2 separate regions of the Sus scrofa genome follow, and region 1 is linked to region 2. A link is a contact called in public HiChIP or PLAC-seq data. All regions are on one chromosome and are shown on one strand. Each heading gives the region's core, a stretch centred on a gene start, on an enhancer-like site or on the middle of the called end of the contact. The rest is flanking DNA. Distances are from core to core; before and after follow the strand shown.

Region 1 (5,341 bases), core at 1,904-4,403, 130 kb before region 2:
CTTCAGACCCACCAAGGTCCTCTACACAGGTAAGCAAGGAAGACAGAAAATAGCATGCTACCAGAATCATTTATTCATTCATTCATTCATCCAGCAAACATGAATTCTCAACATAAACCAGGCTCTCTGCCAGGTGCGCAGAATTTCATAGTAAGTAAAGCAGACAGAATTGTGACTTTTCTGGAGTTTATAGTATAGTGGAGAAGACAGGTGCTGAATAATCACACAAACAAACATATTTAAAATTGTGATGTTTGCCATAAGGAAAAGTTGAAGGCAGGTTGGAAAATACATCATGATGGGTGATATGATTTAGATGAGGACTGGGGGTGAGTCAGGTAAAGGAATCAAAGGAAAGTTCCTCAGAGACTTGAAGCATGAGGGGTTGGCAGGCAAAATTTTGAGAATAGGTTGCAGGTAGTATCCCAGGTAATAGAAAAAAACACATCCAATGCCCTAGAGGTTTAAGAAAAAAAAAAAAAAAACTGGAAATACTCAAGGCACTAGCAGAAGTCCAGGGTCACCATTGATGGTTTTTGTGTTTGTGCTACCACAATGATGATCTCATACTATTTTGGAGAACAGACTAGAACAATTATGAATATTGACACACTAATGACTTTAGGCTAAACTTCCTTTCTTCAACAAAAGTTTCTAATTTAGAATGCCTGTATTTCCAAAGCAAATTCTAATCCCTCTATATTTAGGTTTTATTATACTTGAAGGACATTAAAGATATCCTCTCTTCTATAGGCCTCAAAGAGAAAGTCAACCTGTTAAAATTAAGAATTTTAAAAGGAAAATTGATAGACCTAAATCCATCCCAAGGAAAGCTAATGGCCAAAACTATAATATATGAGCAGCAGCTGAAGATCCTAAAGCTGGTGCTACTGGAAAAGAGAACATGAATGAGACAGAGTCATGATCCCACATACCTACACAAGTTGTCATGTGGAAAAGAGGAGACATCGACTACTCTCTTTAATGGATATGAGAAGATTTCACAGCTGAAATGTGCAAGAGAGCAAAACATTCCTCGATACATAAGGGGTTAGAGTGGAGATGATTGATTTTGCAAAGGGAAGAAACAGATATTCCTCTAGAAGTCACAAATAAATCATAAATGTAAGTACAGATTAGACCACCACTTGGGGACACTTAGAGAAGATTCAGGTATCTTTAAAGACCAATGTAGTAGGCAATGTAGTAAACACTCCAAAGTGTCTGCCAGAACGGAGAGATGCCATTGAAAAAAAGTCTCCTTGACAGAAATATTTAAGAAACTGTTTTCAGTAAAAGAGAAGTTTCATCTCCAAAAACTTTTTCTTTGTATTTTTCCAAAACTCTTAATCATTTAAGAGACTGGAGCAGTGATCAGAGACTGGCACTGTGATCAGGAGATAATCTTCATACCACTGCCATTGGAGAGCTGTAGAGAGCTTTGCAAACTATAAACGGTTCCAACAAACTATCAGCACAGAAAAGTTTTCATTAAATCAGCAGTCTTATTTAGCATTACTTAGTATGGGTTTAGAAGAAACAGTTTAGTAATGGAAATTGGGATAGGAGGTGAAAGCCCCAGGTACCTGGCTTGAGCAGAAATGTTATGTACCAGGTCTGGGAAAAAGTTTGTTTTATAATTTCTGGATGTGGATGGGCATGGGTCAGGAAAGTTAATGGAGCCAGAGCAGATACTGAAGGTTGAAGAGCTATGTACATGAAGGTTATTGGGCACAAGAAGGCAATTTAATAAGAGATAAAGAGCACATGTGACCTGAGAAAGAAGGTACAGTCAGGAAATTGCAAGAATGAACAGTCTGGGTGTATGTTGTGTAAGCTGGTTTGGTGAACAGATAAGCAAGAGATTTACTCATGAAAAAATAAACCTGATCCGGTTGGTCAGGAATTCTCAAACTTGTGTTTCTGTAAGTCTTCTGAACCTATGAATATAGCCCTTTATTGCTGCAAATGAGGGCTTTGTTCTCTGATGACCTAGAATTTTTCTTAAGGAATCTGGCAACTCAGCCTGAGCCAAGGGCAAGTCCTGGTTTTATCCATCTTGACTTAAGTATGATTAGGAGACGAGATGGAACATCGAGACAGATAGAGATTTTATCAGGTCATCATGCTGATGAAATTATAAAAGGTGACCTGCTATTATAAATTGTCCCTAAGTCTCCTTCCCAAATCCACCCCAGTGAGGGATTAGAGTTAGAGAGCATTTACTGAGTGTCTATTATTTGCCAAGTATTACCTAAGTGCTATTATTCTCAACCCAAGCCTCTAAGATAAATGTTGTTCTCATCTAACAGTGGAAGAAGAGGATAACTCCTTTATTCATTCTATTTAGTCATTCATTTGTTGAGTCAACATATATTAGTTAAGCACCTTTTATGTGCTACTATCGGTGGGGTTATCTATCAAATGTCACTATAGGAGGCACCTGCCAGGAATTCCTATAGGAAGTACCTATTGCTTTATCTGTCCAGCACTACTTCTTCTAAATAATACCACTTGTATTTTTGGATCTTCCCCTTTCTCCAGTTTATCTAAATGTATCACTAAAAACCCCATTTTCTCACCTAACCCCTATTCCCTGACTACAAAGGATGGTCAACTGACTTAGTACTTTGAGATTTGGGACTAAGAGAACACCAAAATAAGGTCTGGTCATTGGCTAAAAACTATAAAATGAAATATTAAGTTGCTGGACCATGACTCTTGCCAGCTGGAGGAATTCCATAGTGAAAGGGAAAAATGAAGCTGACATAGCGCAAAACAGCAGAGAAATGAGACAAAGACCAGATCCTAATGGCAGTCATTTTTCTGCTCCGTGGTGTGCTTTTCTTTAGGTATTCACCTCTTCCTGTGTTCCCAAGAGTACAGCATCCCAGCATCCTTCAAAAAGTCTTTCTGCTTAAGCTTGCCTTTTTTTAAAACTTCTAACAACTTGTTACTGTGCTAGGCATGGAAGACACAAAGATGAAAAACACAGAGTCCCTGCCCTACGACACTCTTAAGAGGTGTTTCACAAGAACACATATGTGGACATGGATCATTACAACATTGCCAGTGGAGTAGGGTGGAGACATGGTCCCTTATGGTGTGTATCTGAATCACCCAGCTACCCCTTTCCTTTGCCACTTATCATCTGCAAGATCTTGATCTACTTCCTCCCTCCAGGCATGGGCATCTCTGACTAAAATCCGGCTATAGTGATGCAGTTACTGATGCAAGGTCAGGAGTCTGCAAACATTTTCTATAAAAGACCAAATAATAAATATTTTGGTTTTGTGGACAATAATAGACTCTGTCACAACTATTCAGTTCTGCTCCTATAGTGAAAAAGCAGTGATGGAGAATATTACATGAATGATCATAACTATGTTCCCCCAAAAAATCCTTTGTTTACAAAAACAAGTGAGAGGCCAGATTTGGCACATGGGCCATAGTGAGTCAACCTTAGACCTAGGTGTTTGGGACAAAGTGAAGTTCAGAACCACAATGTTCAATGTTAATTGAATGGCAGAAGTATGTACCAGGTGCTGTAGAAACTCAGAGGAAGAACCAAACCATGCCATGAGCATTAGGAAAAAAACATTTCTGTAGGAGATAACACTTGAGCCAAGTCTTTCAACAAAATACAAAGGAGAGTTAGCCAGAGCAAGAAGGGATGGGTAGGGAAGAGCAGCATTTACAAACACAATAATCTGGAGTTCCCATTGTGGCACAGCAGGAATGAATCCGACTAGGAACCATGAGATTGCAGGTTCGATCCCTGGCCTTGCTCAGTGGGTTAAGGATCTGGCATTGCTGTGAGCTGTGGTGTAGGTCGCAGATGCAGCTCAGATCTGGCGTTGCTGTGCCTGGGGCATAGGCAGGCAGCTGTAGCTCTGATTAGACCCCAAGCCTAAGAACCTCCAGATGCATGGGTGTGGCCCAAAAGGTAAAAAAGATAAAAATTAAAAAACAAATACAATAAGTTTTGAGAGCCCTTGATACTTGAGGGATTGCCAAGAGTTCTCTATTATTGGGAGAAAAACAAAAAAATTAGGAGATTAGCAAAAATAAGAAAAAAAGAAAAGAAAGAGTACATTTAAAAAGACCTAATATACTAAGAAATTTAAACTTTATCCTTAAAGTTTTGGGGAGCCATGAAAGAATTTTAGGCAGAAATCCTCTGCCTAAAATTGTCAATCAGATATCATTTAATTCCTTTTTTTCATTTTTTTGTAATGTGTTTAAGTATATGTGAATCCATTTGTGCTTTTAAAGGACAAAATTACCACGAGTACTTAAAATATATAGATAATATTGAGGACTTATTTTTTAAAACCACATTCGCAAACTTCTGCCATAGCTCTTTTTTTAAAATAAATTCTCAGGACTATACAAAGTAGACACAGGAATTCTAGGCAGGAAAACATTACAGTTGTTCACATGTGAAGTGATAAAGCCCCGAATGTAGGCAATGAAGTCAACTGAAGCATCAGAATCAACAGGATTAACCTGGAGATAGGTTGTAAGCAAGATCAAGAGAAGGAGAAAAAAGGTTACTCCTAGGGCAACTGGGTAGATAAAAGTGGACCGTCACCAATGTTGAAAAATTGGGGCCTGCTGAGTTTCAGTTTGGGACATGTCAAATGTGAAATACCTGTGGGACATTCAAGGTGAGCTGTAGAAGGAAAGTCATTAAATGGCTGTGAAGGTAGATCAGCTTTTTACAAACATCTGCTTACTACATACGACCTGATGAGGCAGGTGCTGTTATTATACCCATTTCACAGTTGGAGAAACTGGGATAAAGAAGCAGCCAGGGCAAGGGGGTTTATTTTGTTTTGTTTTACAATAACTCCAGCTGGATTATAGAACCCAGACTTACTGAGTCTGAGTTCAGGAGCAGGTGACAAGTATATTAGGAAAGACTATGTAGGATGAGAAGAGAGGAAGACTAAGGCTGAAACCTCAGGAACAAACATTTATAGGAGGGACAGTAGTGGCTGTGGTTATGTGAAATTATGTGAGGTTTCAGAATGTCTGCGTTCAAATCCCAGTTCAGTTGCTTATTAAGCTGCATGACTTTAAGAACAAGTCATTCAGATTCCTCTATCCCTGTTTCCTCATCTGCAAAATGATAATAATAATAGCACCTACCTGCTGGGTATATGCATCAAATGAAAGGATGTGTGTAAAAATCTGACCAGGAAGCATGACAAATAGTGAATACTCAAACAAGCACTGGCTATAATTGTTTTATTATTCATACTAACTTGAAAAGGAAAAAGAGGAAAGAAACAACTGGTAAAATAGGAAAACTGGGAATAGGTATTGTCCCAGAAGC
Region 2 (5,200 bases), core at 230-2,729:
GTCCAATCAGAGCTGCAGCTGCCAGCCTACGCCACAGCCACAGCAACACTGGATCCAAGCTGTGTCTGCAACCTAACACCACAGCTCACAGCAATGCCAGACCATTAACTCAGGGATCGAACCCACATCCTCATGGTTACTAGTCAGGTTCGTTACCGCTGAGCCATAATGGGAACTCCCCAGAAAGTCCCATTTTAAGATAAGAACCAAGATCTTATACTCTCATATGGAAAGAAAATCTGAACAGATTTCTAGACCATCAAAGCTAATGTTACAAACTTTATAAACTAGAATTCATGAATGGAAACCCAGCCAGACATAGAAGAACAGAAGAATACCATCAAGCACTGGATCTGATTGACATTTATAGAACAGTCTGCCCAACAAGAGTAGAATACACATCTTCAAGTGCACATGGAACATTCAGCAAGGCAGACAACATCCTGGGTCATACACCTTCTGGAAGTCTCCCATGAAACAGAGCCCTTCAGACTCAGAAACAAGTTTCATTTCAAATATAATCGATGGACCATCTGGAGTCTCGGACTACAGCATGACAGAAGAACAAGCAGAATTGCCTCTCAATGGGCAACACTCATCAGTAAGAGCTGACTGCCAAGCCATTTGGGAGGAGACAGATGAGCTATAAAATACAGACACAAGGGCCCAGAGCAGAGCAGTCTGGGGCCATCCAGTTCTGGGACAAAGTCTAACAAGCCCAGAAGCGCCTGGGGCCCTCCTGAACTGGTACCCTCAGTGGTTTAGTAGAAAGAGGATGGGAGTCAGCTGAAGAGGGTTTGGGCCTGGCTCTGCCGCTAACCCACAGGACGCTATGGGCTGGTCCCTTTCACTTCTCCTTTCTGGGAACTAGCTTCCTTTTTGGCAAAATGGAGTCACTAGAATCTAGTGACTAGGTCTCCAAAACAATTTCCACATCTACCTCTTTGTGACTCCTTTTGTGTTCATCTTAATTCCCCTGGGTCTTCAAGAAAAGGATGAATAATTCTTGGTGATTTTCGTGTTGGAAGACAGGAAGGAGTGTGAGACCTCGGGGGCTGTGTTTGCTCTCAGGCACTGGCTTATTCCTCTCCACCAGCATGGGCATGGTCAGAAGCATCCCAAAGGGTTCCACAAGGACATATTTATACACAGCTTCCAGAAAGCAGGAAAATGGTAAAAACAAGCCTTGCAAGAGAAGCTCTCTGTATACCAGACAATTTAATTCTGAACAATGGACCACATGAGGGTGTATAAATAACTAATTATGCTGGACAACATGAACTGCTTTGGGGGATGATTGCAAAATTGGGGAGGAAGGAAATGTGATGGGTATTTATATATTTGGGCTCCAGTCAAAGATTTCATATTCACTCTTAAGCAATTTGACTTGCAAAATTAGCTCAGACTAGAACACGGTCAAATGACTGGAAACCAGCAGCAAGTCCACTATCAAAGGGGGTTGTTTGTGCCCAAGCCTCCAGGAGACTGGAAAGGAGGGCTGAGTATGTGCCCCAGCAGTCTCTGCAGGATGTTCCGTGAAAGATGCCCTGGTCTCCAATGACCTTGAGGAATGGAGACTGTTTGGAGGCATTTATAATAAGTAGTTTCGATGGGAAGTCAAGCTCATCTTGCTGTCACACAAGCATGTATTCCTGGATGCTCAGTTCCACATTTTCCCTGAGTCTCTACCTTGTGATCAGTACTCTGCCAAGTCCTGGAGATACAGAGTCTATTTCTGTAAGAGGCCCTGGGATACCTCACTCACCACTGTACCTCAAGTGCCTACAAAGGCCTCTGGTCCCTGTATCCTAGATGTGCAGAAATACTTGTTGGATCAATGAGTTGTTGCATGAAATGAGTAGTACATAGCCCTTTCCCAAGCAGAATCCTCTGTCTAGCAGATGACATAAAACTGGACAGTGCTCTTTAAAACAGAGCAGGTGTCAATACGTGTGATCATGGAGATATCAAGGGCTCTGTGAGTACAGAGGAGACAGAACAGTCAAATCCAACCTGAAGGACTGGCAAGGCTCTTTCCTTCCTGGCGCAGGGTCCTCGCACACCCATTTCCCCACTGATGATACTCCCTGCTACATTCTCTTCGTCATCATGACATCACTTCCAGATTTGAGCAAGACCTTGAAAAAGATTCGGACAAAGAGAGATTTTGGAAAAGAGAATTCCAGGATGGAGCGGCATGATTAGAAGCCAGGAAGGGGGAAAGTGTAGGTGAGAGTGACTGAAATGATAGCGAGGGGCAGAGCAGTGTTCCCCACAAGTGACTCACTAAAGGAAGGGCGGTGGGAACCATTATTGGGTTTAGGGGAAGAAAAATAAAATAAGCAGAGCCAGAACATAACAAAAACGGCTCAAGAAGCTCTCTGAAGAATTAACTGGTGGAACAAGAAACTGGAGAGCAAAGAGATAATTAGCAAGCTGCTAAAGGCCTCTGTGGAGAAGGAGATGGGGGCCTGACGAGGGTGGCTCTGGTAGGAATGAAAAGATCAGAGATGGGGCTGCAGAATGATTGAAAGGAATTGTAGGTGAGGAGGCAGGAGAAGGAGAACTGAGCAAGAACCCTCAGGTTTCTACCAGGGGAGACAGGCTGAAGGGAAGTGGAGCTGTGAGCAGAGATTATAAAGACAGCAAAAGGAGGAGGAGTTTGGGGATGAAGTAAGAGAGTTTGATGGGGCATTGGTATTGGAGGTGCTGAGGAGCCATCAATGGGAACGACCCAGCAGAAAAAGAATATCAGGACTGAGAGGTGCCTTTAGGTGGCACCTGCCCAGAGTGGGTACCAGAATTAGTAAGACTTAGATGAAAGCCTCCTGGGACATACCCTCTTGATTTTCCCTGCACAATAGTTCAGCCTGAGCCTCGGACAGTGACCCCCAGTCCTCCAGGATGCTAGAACTCTCTTTCTGCCTCTTTCGCTGGAAACCGAATAGCAGAGACACACCTTGCTTGTCATTTGATGGTTGACGTAAATGTAGGCCTTGCTCTTGAATCCTGAAAAATCACCTGAGTTGAAGACCTTTTCAACTAGCGCTCCTTCTGCTGGGCCCTTCTCCCCAGCACATGTAACCATGCTCAGCCACCCCACATTCCAAGTACCCAAAGCTAAATTCCCTCTGACCATCTGGAGCCCTGCATTCTGATGAAGGAAATGATGGACTTGGGAAAAAAAAGAAAAAAGAAAAAAAAAAAAAACCCACACAGAGTTAGAAAAAATTCTCCTCCTGGGAGAAACTTTAGCTTTGACAGACAGAATGATTACACTCCTAGGTGTTTCCAAACATAAGTAATAAGGAGACCTACCAAGTGCCAGACTGGTGTCATGGAATTTCCCAAGGTGAAGGGGACCCCACAGTAAGTCAGTCATGACAATGGACAGAGAGAACATTGTTTCTCACCAGTCTTCCAGGGTCAGGCATGGGGAGCCTGAGGCCAGATCAATGCAGACACGCTCAGCTCTCAAGGAGTTTTTCCTTGAAAGAGAAACACAAAGGCAGGATGAGAAGTCCCCCAGCTGCTTCCTCTAGGAGACCTGCTGTGGCAGAAGTCGCCCCTCACGGATCTGCCAAGAAGGAAGCTTTGAAACGACTACTGGCAAGGACACGGGGTCAGAAGTTCCTAGAATTACTTCCTACTCGAATCAAAGAAGCACAGGGAGAGAAGGGGGTTGGCTGTCAGAGGGGATTGATTCTGAACCCTAGTCCACACTCCCACCCCCCTGGAGAGTTTGACCACCTCTGGAGGTGCAAGGGGATCCTGTCCAGAGGCTGACAGTCAGTGCAAGCCACATGTTCTTTTTAAGGCCCCAAAGCATTCAGCTAGAACCTTTCAATGGGAAAAAAGATATTACTCCCTAGGGCAGATCCATGGCTAAGGGAGGCCCATCATTTTCATCTCAATTTCTAAATTATTTCCTTTGTCTTTGATGTTGATATTCTTTTGTTTACCATGGGAAGCAGCAAATTTGGATAGAAAAAGCCCCAAGTTCAAAATACACTCTGCTGCTTGCAGGCCTCCTAGCCTCCCTGGGCCTCTGTTTCAAGTGTCTGATGCCCCTTGCCCGAGTTCTCAGGCTGTTCTAAGGAATATAGATAATATGTGCACAGGGAGAATGGTTTGGTGCTCTTGGACTCTCTACCCAGCAGAGGCTGTAATCATGCACTGACTAAATCTGTCCAGTGGATTTTCTTCTACCACACCTGCTGCTCCTTGTCCCCTGAGGTCACTGGCCTTCTCCAGGTATTTTCTCAATGTTTCTGTCCCCGTGGAATGGACACGTCTATGGAGCGTGGAGCTCCTCAGCATCTCCAGTCTGTGAGAGCAGCTTCCACTCCTTGTGTCAGAAGCAGTAAGATAGGCAAAGAAAGCAGCCTGATTCCCACCATTAATATAACCCACAGCGAGGCATAGCCAAGCTGATCTGAGAACACTGCATCAGCAACCTTGCCTGGAACATTCTCAGATAAAGGGATTTTATTCTAATGGGTGGAAACTTGGAGCCAGATCATCCTGGGTTCTATTCTAAAGGAGCCACTTCAGACTGTTGACTCTGAGGGCACCTAACTTCTCACAATGTCCTTTTCCATATAGTATAGTTATTAATAATAATCATAACCAATGAAAAGAGTTATCAGTATTCAATTAAATGAGGTAACAACTATGAAAGTGTCTGTGGCATAATAAGTCTCCGAATATATAGGTTTCCTTCCTTCCTTATGGGGCCAGAGAAACGTAGTAACATTAATAATAGGAAAAGCTGATGTTTTTATAGCATTTGTGAGGTAGAAAACACTGTGCTAGAAGGCTTCCTTAGACTGACTCACTTAGTTTTCCCAACGGTATTCCTCCTCATGTGATCAATGGGTGACCTCAATGAGATGGAGCACATCCCTGAGACCAAGTGGCTCGCAGGAGCAGAAGCAGGGTTTAAGGCAAGTAGCCTCCACTCAAAGCATCGTGCGGACCCACCAGCTCTAGTGTGTCTCATGATTATGGATAGTAACCCACAAGGGGCCTATCTGCCTTGTTCTAAGATTTGATACATAGGCTTTTCCCCTCTCATTAATATGGAACGGCTTTCTAGAAAATATATATCCTAGTTAGGTTTTTTTAATATCACAAAAAAATTTCCTGTCATTTATAATGACTCAGCTTCTGACAAGCTTGTTAACTGAATGTTATTTTT

The links. HiChIP or PLAC-seq counts read pairs in DNA pulled down with a chosen protein or histone mark.
Region 1: a contact with region 2 is called in an H3K27ac HiChIP or PLAC-seq map of alveolar macrophages. The contact joins two enhancer-like sites. A contact is called at or near these places in 1 of 47 Hi-C or Micro-C datasets (heart right ventricle) and 1 of 2 datasets of contacts at active chromatin or transcription factors (alveolar macrophages).

Annotation. Positions count from the first base shown.
Region 1 is chr13:126,652,218-126,657,558 of Sscrofa11.1, reverse strand. All of the region lies in intron 2 of TPRG1 (tumor protein p63-regulated gene 1 protein), which reads right to left. Among named protein-coding and RNA genes, the nearest start is that of TPRG1, 120 kb to the right of the region's middle. Within about 2 kb of position 3,153, at least 1 of the 83 cell types and tissues checked has an H3K27ac peak or open chromatin away from gene starts, as enhancers often do. A contact at or near this core is called in alveolar macrophages, where this site is marked.
Region 2 is chr13:126,518,385-126,523,584 of Sscrofa11.1, reverse strand. No RefSeq gene overlaps it. Among named protein-coding and RNA genes, the nearest start is that of TPRG1, 9.0 kb to the left of the region's middle. Within about 2 kb of position 1,479, at least 10 of the 83 cell types and tissues checked have an H3K27ac peak or open chromatin away from gene starts, as enhancers often do. A contact at or near this core is called in alveolar macrophages, where this site is marked.